Regions from separate parts of the Mus musculus genome. Here region 1 is linked to region 2. Evidence: chromatin contacts called from public HiChIP or PLAC-seq data. All regions are on one chromosome and are shown on one strand. Each heading gives the region's core, a stretch centred on a gene start, on an enhancer-like site or on the middle of the called end of the contact. The rest is flanking DNA. Distances are from core to core; before and after follow the strand shown.

The links. HiChIP or PLAC-seq counts read pairs in DNA pulled down with a chosen protein or histone mark.
Region 1: an H3K4me3 HiChIP or PLAC-seq map of embryonic midbrain shows a contact between it and region 2, with 2.7 times the contacts expected there. The contact joins two enhancer-like sites. A contact is called at or near these places in 2 of 484 Hi-C or Micro-C datasets (astrocytes and nephron progenitors) and 9 of 115 datasets of contacts at active chromatin or transcription factors (embryonic basal ganglia, embryonic forebrain, embryonic midbrain and 3 more).

What each region holds. Positions count from the first base shown.
Region 1 is chr2:172,727,361-172,730,060 of GRCm38.p6, reverse strand. No RefSeq gene overlaps it. Among named protein-coding and RNA genes, the nearest start is that of Gm36156, 65 kb to the right of the region's middle. Within about 2 kb of position 1,385, at least 59 of the 459 cell types and tissues checked have an H3K27ac peak or open chromatin away from gene starts, as enhancers often do.
Region 2 is chr2:172,582,218-172,584,917 of GRCm38.p6, reverse strand. All of the region lies in intron 1 of Gm36038 (a long non-coding RNA gene), which reads right to left. Among named protein-coding and RNA genes, the nearest start is that of Gm36038, 6.5 kb to the right of the region's middle. Within about 2 kb of position 1,432, at least 6 of the 459 cell types and tissues checked have an H3K27ac peak or open chromatin away from gene starts, as enhancers often do.

The DNA of each region.
Region 1 (2,700 bases), core at 136-2,635, 150 kb before region 2:
CTGGGAATGATCCAGCTGTCCATCGAGTGGGGATTGCTTGCGTAAGGAAGGCTCAGTTTTGGTCTTGGTGCCAGACAGCACTCCTATGGGGAATTCCAGATTCACTGATGCAAAATGGTGTCAGCAGAGGGGCACAGCCGATTCCAAAGGGTCATGTGCTCTGGGCCTCCACAGATGTAAGGACTGGAGAATCACGGGTAATCCTAGAGAGGGAGCCCCTGTACATGGGCCTGTCATGAGGTGGCGGGGTGTGTGTGTGTGTGCATCACACTCTTTTTAGTAGGATTTAAGTTTCTCAGTGGAAACTGTCAAGAGAAAGAAATGGCTGAGAGTCCCCAGAAAGAAGAGACACTGGTTTTCTGCACTGTCTTCGTATTCACCCCAATAGCCACTGGGCACCCAGTCCTTGTTAGAAAGACCTAGGCTCTGTGTCTGACACTTAGGCGCTAAATGGTCAGAACTATCACTTAAAAAAAAAAAGTCTCATCTGTTTATTTTGGGTGTGCTTGAGCCAGAGGACAGAATTGGTTCTCTCCTTCTACCCTGAGAGTCTGGGGGATCGAACCCAGGCCATCAGTCTTGATGGCAAGCTCATTTGCCTGCTGAGCCACCATGATAGCTCGCAGCTCTTAATTTTACAGAATAATTTACAAGGCCTTTACACACGCTTGGTTCAAAGCCCACCATTAGCTTGAACTGTAGACAATGAGCCCAAAGGGACTGAATCTCTAGGGCTTGATGAGGTCCAACTTAACTCATTTCTTATCATTTTGACACACCAAGTATCTATTCTTTCCTCCAACCCCACCTCCATTTCCCCTCCAAGAGAACTGGGCTGGGGTCTAGTGCCCTTGGCAGGGACCAGGTCAGCTGCCAGGGAGCTTCTCCGAGCCACAACTGGAGTGGGACTCTGCTTATAAAGGGTGAAGGCTTTGGGCAGGGGGGGGGGGAGGCGGAGGGGAGGGCAATCAGGTTAAAAACCTCTTGCTGCCAAGCCTGATTGTGTGAGTTCGGTTCCTAGGACCCACTGGCTGGAAGGGGAGAAGCGATTCCTACAAGTTGTCCTCCGACCTTCACCCACTCGCTACTGCAGCGTACGGGCATGTGCACACAGTAACTAAATGGATAAATAGATAAATACATAAATAAATGTCATTTAAAAAAAGAGAGACTGGTTTTTTGACAGTGGAGAAGTCCCCTCCTCCCGGCTGTCGCTCGTGCACCGGGGGCGGGTCCATCTGCCAGCCGCTGACCTCCAATCTGTCACTCGCGGCTCAAAGGCGGCGGCCCATTCAAAGGCTGAATGCGCAGGGGTCGGAGCTGACCCGCCGCCAGCCTCCGCGGCTCCGAGTCGGCGAGGCACCCCACAGTTTACACCGGCCAGCCTCAATGCAGCCTCCAGGCGTCCCATTCAGCAAGGCTGCATGCAAAAGAGCCCGGCCGTTAGATCATCGTAATTATCCCATCGACACGGCCCGGGGCCCCCGTGGGGCACCGAGCCCATCAAACGCGCCCCTAACGAGGCGCTCGGGGGCCCTTTGTGCGCGCGCCGCCCCCAGCGCCCGCCGCTCGCTTTCAGAGCGCTCACCCCCCTTGACCCCCGACCCCGGGATCTGACATCAGCAGCCCAGGGCTGTGATCACTTTTATTGCACACACTTGGCGCTTGTTTCCTGTGTTTAACTCCGCTCCCCGCCCCGCCCTCCTCCCTCCCGGGCGACACTTATTGGAATGTAATAGACGTTGGCCCCTCTGCAGGGCCAGGCCGGCGCGTTCTCACACAGGGCCCAGCGAGGATGCCAATAACCGCCGCTTGCTTCATTATCCCGGTGCAGGCATCCGCTAATCACCGCCCCGCCGAACAATCTCCAGCAGATGGCCACAACTTTATGAGTTTTAATTAAAATGTTCTACTTATTTTTTTCGTCAATGCGCTTAAACCCCCCCCCCGCCCCGAAATGAGGAAGATGTTACTGTCTTACAGTGTTTTGCAAATTACGCCTTCATCAGGGTGATTAAGGGCCGCTTATTTGGATCTAATCGGAAATCCCCCCACCTCTTTCCCTTCTAACATACTCTGCTAAATTATTTTTTAAAGAATTAATTAAATTCCAGGTTTAAAGAGATTCTGTTTTCTTATGTCATAACAACTTCAGAGAAAGGAAAGCGAGGCTTGCTTCCTTCTGCAAAAGACAGCAATTTACACAAATCCCTTCATGTCCATGCTCTGACAGAAAAGATCTTTGCTCTGCTTTCTTTGTGTGTGTGTGCGTGTGCGTGTGCGTGTGCGTGTGTGTGTGTGTGTGTGTGTTCGAGCATGCTTGAGCATCCCTGCGTATCCTGCATCTGTTTTTCTCCAAGCTGTTTGATTCCATGAAAGACATTATTTTACTTGGTGACTCCGAAGTTTATGAAAAATCCACTTTAAACAGAGAATCGGGGGAGGGGGTCTCTTTAAGGTACAAATCCGATACCCTCTGCAAAACTCCCGTGGCACATATGGCTCTTAATGTAATTTTGTTTAACCGCAAGCATAATTTAATTTGCCATAAAACCGAAATGAAAGGACATGACAAACAAGCCTTTGACCTGAGTGTCAGTTAAAATAAGCATTTGCCAAGGGGCCAGGACTTAAACAAAATGGCTTCATCTCATCCCCAGCAGAACGCCAGAACCAAAAAACGACTCCCCCCCCCCGCCC
Region 2 (2,700 bases), core at 183-2,682:
AAGGCTTCCTTGTAATGGCTGTGCTCTACAGCTGTTTGTTGTTTAACTGCCACCTGAGGCCTGGTGTTGGATGAAGGCACTGTCTCTCTTTCATGAAGGGTGTTCATCCAACTAGCTTCCCAGTGGCCCTGGAGCATCTGGCCTGAGGGAGGGAAATTCTGAGTCCTGGTCCCTTCCCTCCCATTGCTTAGCAGGTGACACCAGCTCCTTTCTGAGTGATAACAGATGCCCAGAGGGTACCCTTAACAATTCTGAGGCAAGAAAGCCTAAGGCAGGGGTTCCCCAAGAGGCAGGGAAGCTTTCTCTTGCTCAGGCTCAGGGCAGATGAGCCAGGGTTAGCTGTCATGCCTCTTAACTGAGTGAGAACCTTGGCTTGGCCCTGCTAAGACATTAGCAAGTGCTGCCATACTCTAGGGCATCCTAACCCTACTTACTACAGACCAGGAAGCTGGCATTAAAGACACTTCAGGGGCTGGTGAGATGGCTCAGCGGTTAAGAGCACTGACTGCTCTTCTGGAGGTCATGAGTTCAAATCCCAGCAACCACATGGTGGCTCACAACCATCCATAAGGACAAGCAAAGAACCTATGGGCATGAGTGAACAGGAAACAGAGCAAGTGGAGCCCGGAGCAAGAGGGGAAAAGGGAAGGGAGACAGAGGCAGGTGCACGTCTGTGAGTTAAAGGCCAGCCTATATAGAGAGCAAGTTCCAGGACAGCCAGGGCCACATGGTCTAGGATAAAATTTAAAACATAAATTAATAAAAGAAGCTGTGTCAGGGGCTCTCATGATTGATGGTCCTGAGCCAACCGCCATCTTGGGGGATTCGGCTGTGTCCCCTCACTGTGCTAATGGGCAGTTTAGACTCCAGCAAAGAGTCTAGGGGTTGGATGGAAGCGCTCACCTGAGAACCTATCTGCTTCCGATCGATCACCTGGCGATGCTACCCACAGCTGGGGAAGGGGCTACAGCACACTGGTGAGGGGCTGGGTAAGTCTTTCCAGGTGCGGCTGGCTGGGAGGAGAGTTCCCACACCCCTGTAAATAACCCCTCGCCTAGGCTTTCTGTAAGGGAGCCCCAGAACTCATCGGTTCCCCAGGGTGAACTAGGGCAGAATCCTGTCTTGGTTTGTCACTGGGGCCTGTGAAGCAGGAGAATTTTGCCTTATGTTTCCTCCAGGGAAAGATGTCTCCAGAGAGCATTCACTGAGAGGAGATGTTACCATCCCAGGGGCTCCTATCCTGGATTGAATCAAGACAGGAGGAGAAAGTGAGCAACCCAGCATTCTGTCCCTGCTTCCTGATCTGCCAGGTGTCAGCAAGCAACCTCACACACTGCTGCTGCCACAGCTGAGAGCCTCTCCAGCTGCTACACCAGGCCAGCCCATACCCTTAAACCTCCAGTCAAAAGAAACCCTTCCTCCCTTGAGCTGCCTCCTGTCCCACATTCGGTCAGCAGTGAGGATGGGAGGTAATGCTCAGAGGCCGTGTTTGATTGGCAGTATGAGCGCCTGGTCAGCGAAGTTTGCAGTTCAGCTCCCCCCACGCCCACCCCGCTCCCACCCACCCCTGTCATTCAGATTCTTTACGGTAATTATCTGGCACTGAGAGACACTGTAGTTGATAGAAGGGGCCTTGCTTTGGAGGTGTGGCTGTGTGAGCAGGCAGACACTTTTTGTAAAAGATTGGCTTATTTTAAGTGGGGTGTGTATGTGTGTATGTTTGTTAGTTCTTTTCTTTTTTCCCCCTCTTGGCTCTTTGCAGTTAATTGCACAAATGAGCTACACTCATCTAAGTTAAAAGTGGACCCCAGCTGGGCAGTGGTGGTGCACGCCTTTAATCCCAGCACTTGGGAGGCAGAGGCAGGTGGATTTCTGAGTTAGAGGCCAGCCTGGTCTACAGAGTGAGTTCCAGGACAGCCAGGACTACACAGAGAAACCCTGTCTCAAAAAAGAAAGAGAGAGAGAGAGAGAGAGAGAGAGAGAGAGAGAGAGAGAGAGAGAGAGAGAGAGAGGAAAAGAAAAAAGAGTGGACCCAAAATAATTCCACTGTACAGGCTGTGAGGCCATTAAACTTGTGATAAAGGAAGAATGGAAATTCTACGCATTGTGAGTACATGATCACTTAGGCTTCAGAGAGACACAAGCACTTAGAACCCATGTGCCTTGAGCTGATGGTGCTCAGCCTGCCCAGGCTCCCTTGTGTGGTCACCATGAAGCCGAACAGCTTCTCCATACCCTGGATGCTCCATTACAGTGCGGGCAAATTTGTCCCTAATTGCCTTCGTGCCTTAGCTTTTTGTTTTGAAACAGTGTCTCTCCGAGTAATCCTGGCTCTCCTGGAACTGCCCAACCATGCTTGCTTAGCCTCTCGTCTGTGATTCCTTGACACTGAAAAGGGTCTCCCTGCCTGCTCCTGTTGAGTTACTATATCATTAGACTCTTCAGGGCCAGCACAAGGCACACGGTCACATTTACCAAAGGGATCAAAAGAGAGAGGTTGAAGACATTAGACATCAGTTAGATTCCTTTTCCTTGATGGAAATGCCCTGTAGAAGCTGGCTGTGGTAGAAGTGAGGGGAGGGCTTGGAGGAAATCAAGGGAACTTCCAGGGGAGGCAGCTGGGTCCTGAGAGGTGGCTCAGTGATTGGAATAGAGGGGGTCAGCACCTGTATTCCCTTCTATAATCTTCTGAATGAATGT